Regions from separate parts of the Mus musculus genome. Here region 1 is linked to region 2. A link is a contact called in public promoter capture Hi-C data. All regions are on one chromosome and are shown on one strand. The core of a region is the stretch at or near the end of the contact, and the rest is flanking DNA. Distances in the headings are between cores, read along the strand shown.

Region 1 (4,038 bases), core at 1,503-4,002, 69 kb before region 2:
GAGCCGGCGGATGCAGAGCAGAGAGAGCGGTCACTGAACCTACGCCCCATCAGCCAGGCAGCATCTAGGGTCACCAGCCAGGCCAAAAGGAGAAGAGAATCTGATTTATGAAGGGTTTTGGCCTGTCCTCAATGGGCTACAGCAAGGTTGAGGGTCAGGGGATGAGTAGCTCGGGGCTAAAGAAGCTTTTCCCTAACCCGGAGAGCATGGGAGCATTGGATCAAGAAGTTAGGGCCCGGATTTGCCTACTAGTGATCCAAACCTTGGTAGGCCTTTGACTAAAGACCTAGCAAGCTATCAGATCAAGCAAGGCATGGTGGCACACACCTTTAATTTCAGCATTTGGGAGGCAGGGGCAGGTAGATCTCTATGAGTTTGAGGCCAGCATGGTTTACATAGAGTTCTGGCCAGCCAGGGCTAAAGAGAGAGTTAGGCCAGCCAGTAACAGTGAAATCCTGTCTCAAAAAAACAAAAACAAAACAAAAAAGATATCAGATCAAGACAAAGAGGCTCAGCCAGGGGCAAAGTACTACTGAAAAAATGTACGTTGTCCTGCATGTCTATAATTCTACTACTTGGTAGGGTGGGAAGTAGGAGAATTGTCACAAGTTCAAGGTTAGCCTGGCTTTACAGCAAGTTCCAGACTCAGCTCATTAAAAAGGACATTTACAAATAAACTTTTGTCTGAATTATGAATTCAGCCGGATTAAAGAACCTGGCCTTCAGGGCAGGCAGGGGAATGAGACCCTAAACCAGACCTGCAAGCCCCTGCACTGGTAAGGTATGGGCTCAGGGTAACACCTTTGCCACAGGTATGCCTAATTTATTTAGCTGCGTGGACCAGAAGGGAATCGCTAAAGCATTCCCACAGACTGCTGTCCCTTTAGCTCTGTTTTATAATGTTCTCATCACCTTTGGGGAAAATAAAAAAGAACCAGGTCAATGGATGGGAGTAGGGGAGCCCAAGTCCAGTGGACAGACAGACATACTTGTAAGGAGTTCTCTCCTGAGCAAGGATGCCTCCCAGCTCAGAGGCTTTAGGGATGGAACACTTTAAAGGGCTGCTACTATATGGGCTTCTCACGCAGAAAGGCAAGGGAAAGAGACATCATTCTATTCACCTGCTTTAGTAATTAGGAACAAGAAACATAAAGTGAAAATAAATAAACACAAATAGTTCAAATGAATATTCTGTTATACTATAAATAAAAAGTTTCTAAAGATTATTTTTTAATAAAGGTAGATAGCATGGGTAGAAAAAAGGAGGACTAAACAGAAAAACAGAGTAAAGAAAGAGACACACAGATACAGGACAGAGAAGGCATAGAGCAAGGAGAAACCACCAAAAGGACAGCTGTAAAGAAATATCTTAATGAGAATTGTTTTATTAACCAATGAAGGAGCTACATCTTTCCTAGTTATCTTCCCCAACTGCTGTTTAAGCACAGCAGAGGCGATAGGCATCTCATCTTGCCCACCAAAGGCTGCCCCTTGCTCACCCCTACAAAGAGGTCACCTACACTGCATGGACAAGGGCGACACAATCTCCTCATCCATGTCATCCACATCGTCAGTCATGATGAAGTGGGCGGGGTTAGGGCGGGTGCTGCCCATCCAGCTGGGGTCGATGTTGAGAGCAGCCACCAAGGAGTGGATGCCGGGGTTATTGACAATCTGGAAACCGCAGAGGATCTCGATCTGCTGCCACCGGTGCAGGCGCTCCCTCAGTGCCGCTGTCACCTCACTCAGAGCTTGCCTAAAGTCAGAAGAAAGAACTGCAGGTGTGGACCGTGTGGAAACCCCAATAAGAACAAGATCTCTTTTGAGAGGAACAAACTGGGGTAGGTGCATGTATGAATAAAAACCACAATAAATCATAAACTTAAGAGCAAAGTGGAAGCTGGATCAGAGCTTGTGTAGGAGACCAGAGCTGTCATGCTATTGTGAGGAGATGGGACTGGGGTTAGAGGCCTCACGTAACCTCAGTCTCTAAGGATGGCATTAGCATTGCTGGAGCTGGTAACTGGTGCTACTTACTTAGCAGTTAGGATTTTATGATCCACATCATCCAGGGAAGAGCTGTGGGCCACATGGAAGGTACCAAAAAGCGTGTTTCTCTTCTTTTTTATTTTCTCAGCCTGCCAAGAGGAAGCCCCCAATATAAAGAGAGTATGGGTTCATGGTTGGAAGAAATGAGGCCTTCCCATGGCTGGGTCCTCCTCATAAGTTGTGTTAACTTAAGCTTCACAGGAGAAGGAAGAGAAAGAGGAAAGGAGCAGAGTGAGAAGTAAAGCAAGGGAGGAAGTGGGCGGACCTCAGGAACCTGCTGAGATGCACAAGTAAAAGGTTCCAGCCTTAGTCACGCCCCAGAAGGACCTCTGTTCCCTTGGCAGCCTTTTCCGGAAGGGAAGCTGAAATGGCTTTCCGTCTACCCCTCCTCCTTGCTTTATTATCCCCAGAAGACAGGGCAGAGTACCCCTATACCCTCAGGTTCTCCTCCAAAAACTTCAGTACATTACTAAGCAGTGTACATTAGAAAAAGAAACAGAATCCACGGCCCATTCATCTCTTCACTCAAAGGGAGGGACAGGGTAAAGCAGAGACAGAGTGGGGGGGGGGGAGGGGCAGGGGCATAGAAAGAAGAGGGCAGGGAGGAGAGAAGAGGGCAAAGGAAGCCCTCAGGAGAGCAGGCCTCACCCCCTCCTTGGCCACCAGCAGCTGCCTCTCTGCATTTTGCTTCTTGATGTTGTAGTACTGCACCTCCACCTCATGGGTCAGCTGCAGCCACTTCTGCAGGGCCTCAGGAGCATACCATGAGCTGTGTGATTCCAGCTCCTTCTCTGCTTTCCTCAAGGCCTCCCGAACCTATGAGGGCATGAGAATGTGAGTCTGTTTGTTAGCATTAACATCCTCCCTAACACCTCTGTGCAATGCCTTACAACTCTGAGTCCATACCTGCTTTACAATTCTTGCACTAGGAAGAAATGACAAAGCCTCTTCTCTGAATTTCACATACAGGGAAGTAAGCACAGAGAAGAACAGCAGCCTACTTAAGAGCACACTGTGGATAGTGCCAAGCAGAATGCAGTCTCCAGAACCCTGCTATCACATTAGCTTATTCTCCTGGTCAAACAGCCAGTCTCAGACAGCTTTCCTGGTCTCTTCAGAAATATATGTGCTACTGAATAGCCTTATTGTAAATGGGCCTCAAGACATCACAGTGTGGGCTAGAGGATGCTCAGTTCAGAGCACGGGCTGCTCTTCCAGAGAACCTAGCTCAGTGCCCAGCACCCACACGGCAGCTCACAACCATCTCTAACAACAACTCCAGGGACTCTAACACCTTCTTCTAATCTCCTTGAGCACCAGGCACACATGGGGTATACAGGCAGAGATCAAGCCAAATACCCATATCTATTTAAAAAAAAACATACTAAATTAAAAAAAAATCACAATATGGTAGCCACAGCACATGGTTGAAAACATAATTCTGGAGGATGCATAGGTGATCAGCAGCTAAGAGTGAATAGTGCTCTTGCAGAAGACCCAGGTTCAATTCCTAGCACCATACGAGGTAGCTCAGAACTGCCTGTAACTCCACATCCAAAGAAAGCCAATGCCTCCGGCCTCTGTTGGCACCTGCACACAGATGCACATGCCTCAGTTATGAAGCAGTTCACACCTTCTATAACTCTAGCTCCAAAGGGAGCAAATGCTTCCGGCCTCTGTAGGCACCTGCGCACACTTTCACACATCCCAGACCTCTGGGAGAGGAACCAGCGCTCTTAACTACTAACCCACCTCTATAATCCTAGCTTTAGGTTTTTTTAAGGAAAGGTTCCATGCAGCTCAGGGTGGCCTTGAATCTACTAAGTAGAAGTAGGTGGTCTTGAACTTCTGATCCTCCTGCCTCTACCTTCTCTGAGTTCTTAGATGTCAGGCATTAGCCCCTATGTCTGCCATTAATTGACTTTTTACCCTCTTTCTTTTACAACAGACTGAATATAAACACTAATAATGGAATGTAGGATGGCTGTG
Region 2 (4,468 bases), core at 1,691-4,190:
CTTTCCTACATTCAAGTTTTTTATTTTCTTTGGGTGGTGGTGTTGTTTAAGACCCACCAAGTTTATCCAAGATCATCTGTGTGACCATAGGTTTGGAACTATCCATTTGTGCCTGATGGACTCCTCAGTGAGTCCATCCCCAAGAATCCACCAGTGGCTAGTCGTTCATAGGGCTCATGAGGCCTTCTTTGATTCTCTGTGTGTGCATGATGGGAGTGAAGTGCCACACTGTAAATACACACAGCTTGTGTTTGGAGGTCAGAGGACAACTTTATCAAGCCAGCCTCTTCCACCATTATGTGGGTTCCAAGAGTAGAATTAGGTTGCCAGGCTTCCACAGCCTTTACCTATGGAGTCATCTCTCAGGCAGTCATAGCTTCAGTGGGGTCATGACTACAGTGGCAGTAGCCTGCCCAGAACACAGTATTTTGTAGCCCTTCTTCTATCTCCTGGCTCTTACATCTCCCCCTTGACCACTTCCACAACAATCCTCAGGCCTTAGAGGAAGTGGAGTAAATGTCCTGTTTAGGACTGACTGAGCACTCAGCCATCACCTAGGCTCAGTACCTGAGCACCCATGCATCTCAGCACCCACTATTTCAAAAAGAAGCTTCTCTGGATGAGGCTGCAAGCATGCGGGGAAACCATTTTTATTGCTTACAAACTCCCCATGTTCATGAGACTGGTCTCGAACTTGAAGCAATCTTTGCTTCTACCTGACCTAAGAAGTATTGGGATCTTAGACATGCACCATCAAGCCAAAGTTCTCACATATAATTTTTTACACTGGTTTCTTCCACTCAGCACAATGTTGCTAAGATTTATCTGTTGTGTACAACAGACTTCATTTTTTAATGGGAGACATCCAAGTACTTAGGAGGCTGAGGCAAGAGGATCACAAGTTTGAGGCCAGCTTGGGTTAGTGACTTCCATGTCAGTGAGTTTGAATTAAAAGTGGCCAGCACCACCCATGCTAACCCCTGTAATGCCTTTCCCACCCCTTGAGACACAGGAGGCTAAGCTCCTCCCAACAGAGAGAACAAAAAGTCCAAGAACAGGACCACAAAATCCACCAATTCCCTAGCCACCCTGGAAAGCTCCCACCCACCCACCCATCTACCCACCTAGAAACCTTATATAAAGCCTGCCTTGGGGCCAAAGAAATCACTCAGTGGTTAAGAGTATTGTCTGTTCTTCAAAAAGGACCTGAGTTCAATTCCCAGCACCCACATAACAGTTCACAATAGTCTGCAACTCCAGTTTCAGGGGATCGGATATCCTCATTCACACATACAAGCAGGCAGAATACCAAAGTACATAAAATAAAAATGAATAAATCATTTTTTAAAAATCTGCTTCCCAGCCGGGCGTGGTAACACATGCCTTTAATCCCAGCACTGGGGAGGCAGAGGCAGGTGGATTTCTGAGTTCGAGGCCAGCCTGGTGTACAAAGTGAGCTCCAGGACAGCCGGGGCTATACAGAGAAACCCTGTCTCGAAAAAACCAAAAAAAAAAAAAAAAAAAAAAAAAAAAAAATCTGCTTCCCGCTTAGTTCTTTGCTGCTTCTCTCCCAAGCATAAGCAGTCACCCACTGGTGTCTTTCTCAGTAAATCTCCTAGGATACATAAAACTCCATCTGGGTGGGGAGGGGGAAACCACAGAGGTCCCAATAAGATGGCTCAGAGGTCACATCTGCTAGCCTGAGTTCAACAGCTTAGACTCATATAGGAAGAAAAGGGAGAACCAAGTCCTGAAAACTGTCCTCTGACTTCCACATACATATCCTAAGTAGACATACATGTGCACACACACACACACACACACACACACACGTATAACCAGAACATTTTTTTTTTAAAGAGTCTAGTCTAACTAAAGTAAGATAGTATTTTTAGAGTTCACCTCAGACTATCAGGATAATCTAACATTAAGCAAATCCTTTGCCTATAGATAGTTTCATTACCAGCTCAGGAGTTCCCATACTGCTAGCTTAGAAAAACCCTTGACTTACTAAGAAACCATTCCTGCCTGGCAATGGTGGTTCACGCCTGTAATTCAAGGACTGTGGAGCCAGGGCAGGAGGACTTTTGAGTTTGAGGTCAGCCTAGGCTACATAATCAGTACCAGGCATACCCAAGCTTCAGAGCAGAAGCCTGTTCGTATCTCAACAAAACACACAAAATGAGTTGCGGAATGTGGCTCAGAGGCAGAGCAATTACCTAGCATTCATAAGGCCAAAACATCAAAAAATTTTAAAACTTAGCACTGAGGTAAACCTTCCAGTCCTTTTGGTTATCTGAAAAACTTACCAGTGTGAGGCAGAACAAAGTGGGCTTTGGGAGAAGGTGGACTAGAGATTAAGCCTAGTACTTCATGCATGCTAGCAAACTACCACTGTGATAGAGATCCCAAGCTCTTTTACTAATTTTCACTCACTTGTTACCCAGACTAGCTCTAAACTCTGTAAGCCCAGGCAGGCCTTGAACTTGCTTCCTTCCTCAGCTTTCCAAGTATCTGGGATCCCAGGCTTGTGACACCACACCTGGCTTAAATGAGGTTTTGATAGTAGATCCTTCCAGACTTCCTGGGTAATCTGCAGTATGCTTAGCTAGGTCACAAAAGTCTGAGGTCGCTGGCAACCAGTGCAACAGGAATTTTTCTACACCATTTACCATCCATTACCTCAGCTCTGCTATAGCTACCTAACTTTCTAGCTAGATCCTGAACGCCACTGTCTCACACATGTTTAGACAAATGAAGCACACACAGTTTTACTAGTTTGTCACTCTAGGTCTCAAGATGACAAGTGACCATGAAACTGCACAATAGTGGACCTCTAACCTCTAACCACAGAGACCTGAGGCTACAGTGAGAAGAGGGCAGCCCAGGCAAGGCAGACGCTGTGCTGAAAAAGAACATCATCTCACCACTGGGGTGAGAAAGTGGCTGACAGCGTTTGTGTTATTTTAGAACAGTTTGTGCTGATGAGATTTTTGTTGTGGTAACATTCCTCTAGGATTCCTCTAAGAGAACATTTTCTTCCTTTCCTCTTTGACAAAGCAACTCAACAGAATGTGAAAAAAGGAGGAGTGTTGACAAAGATATTCAGAAATGTGCTTGTATTATATCAACATTATTTTTTGAGACAGGATCTCACTCTTTAGACCAGGCTGGCCTCAAATTCACAGAGATCCTCCTGCTTCTGCCTCCCACGTGCTGTTACATTACTTTTCAAAAAATAAAAAAAGATTTGCTTATTTTATGTGTTTTCCCTGGGTTGTACCTGTGGCAGTCAAGAGGGTGTTGGATCCCCTGGAACGAGAGTTAGAGACAGTTGTAAGCCCCCACGTTGATACTTAGAGCCAAACCCTGGTCGTCTGTAAGAGCAACAAGCGCTCTTAACCTCTAACCCTCTCTCCAGCCCTTCCGACATCACTTTCTCGCTCGCTGAGCTCCTCATTCTCCAGTCTCCGGGCAATGCTAGAAAAATAATCAGGATATTTCTAGACCTCTTTCCTAACAGGAACATGGTCCCTTGAAGGCTAGTAATATTTCTAGATAAGACTAAAAATTTAAATACCTTGCCCATAGTTGTTGGGCCTGTTTAGCTTCTAATTACCAGACTCAATAAATACAGAACATCTGGGGCCCCATGTTCCTTGCTAGTTTTTAGTTCAGCGATTGGTTCCTTAGTTTAAGCAACCCGCTCCACTGTGCTTCTCACCACAGCTCTACTTGCATCACGCTGGCTCTGCAGCTCAGGTGCCCCGACCACTTCTAGTCCTATTCAAATTCTGCCTTTAGTCACCCTTCAAGTCCTTACACATTGTTGATCTTTACAGAAGAATCCCTCTACCAGCCAATTAGCAGAATGCTGTTTTCTACTTGCCCTGTCTTCAATGACAGAGGAGTTAATATTTTATGATCTCCTCTATAACAAAATATCTCTAACTATTAAGCAATTATTTATCCCAGAAAAATAAACCCGGCTTTTAATTGGCCCTGTTCTACATTTAAAATAAAGGAAACAATACAATACATAACAGCATGGGCTTTGAAATCAGATAGAGGCCCAAATCTAGTATGTATCTTTAAGTAAATGTTTAAACTTTCTAGCATCTCAGTTCCCTAATAATAAAACCAATTTCCAAAGACTGTTAAGAAAATTACAGTAACTATGTAAAGAGCTTATTGCTGTCTCACGTAGAGTAAAAGATCAATCAATGACAACTAGTTCCACAGTTTTCATTATCATTTGCTTTAGAGAAGGTCTAATGTAGCCGTAGCCTTGGCAGACTCGACTTGAACTCCTGATCCTCTTTCCTCCACATCCAGAGTGCTGGATGTGAACAGGACTAGGTATGTGCAGGGCTGAACCACAATGCTCAGCCAATTTGTCACTTTCAAAATCTGACTTCTCAACTCCTTCTGTATTTGAAGTCAAATATATTACTTCAATGTCAGGGGT

The links. Capture Hi-C pulls out chosen DNA fragments and counts their contacts.
Region 1: a promoter capture Hi-C map of adipose tissue shows a contact between it and region 2. The contact joins two enhancer-like sites. A contact is called at or near these places in 5 of 484 Hi-C or Micro-C datasets (CD4 T cells, CD8 central memory T cells, Sertoli cells and 2 more), 1 of 115 datasets of contacts at active chromatin or transcription factors (CD8 T cells) and 2 of 9 other capture datasets (adipose tissue and embryonic stem cells).

Annotation. Positions count from the first base shown.
Region 1 is chr7:102,424,800-102,428,837 of GRCm38.p6, reverse strand. It overlaps Stim1 (stromal interaction molecule 1), which reads right to left. Exons shown (of 12, transcript NM_009287.5): 8 at 2,698-2,865; 9 at 2,038-2,138; 10 at 1,521-1,756. Among named protein-coding and RNA genes, the nearest start is that of Rrm1, 15 kb to the left of the region's middle. Within about 2 kb of position 2,752, at least 97 of the 459 cell types and tissues checked have an H3K27ac peak or open chromatin away from gene starts, as enhancers often do. A contact at or near this core is called in adipose tissue, where this site is marked.
Region 2 is chr7:102,355,998-102,360,465 of GRCm38.p6, reverse strand. All of the region lies in intron 2 of Stim1 (stromal interaction molecule 1), which reads right to left. Among named protein-coding and RNA genes, the nearest start is that of Rrm1, 83 kb to the left of the region's middle. Within about 2 kb of position 2,940, at least 6 of the 459 cell types and tissues checked have an H3K27ac peak or open chromatin away from gene starts, as enhancers often do. A contact at or near this core is called in adipose tissue, where this site is marked.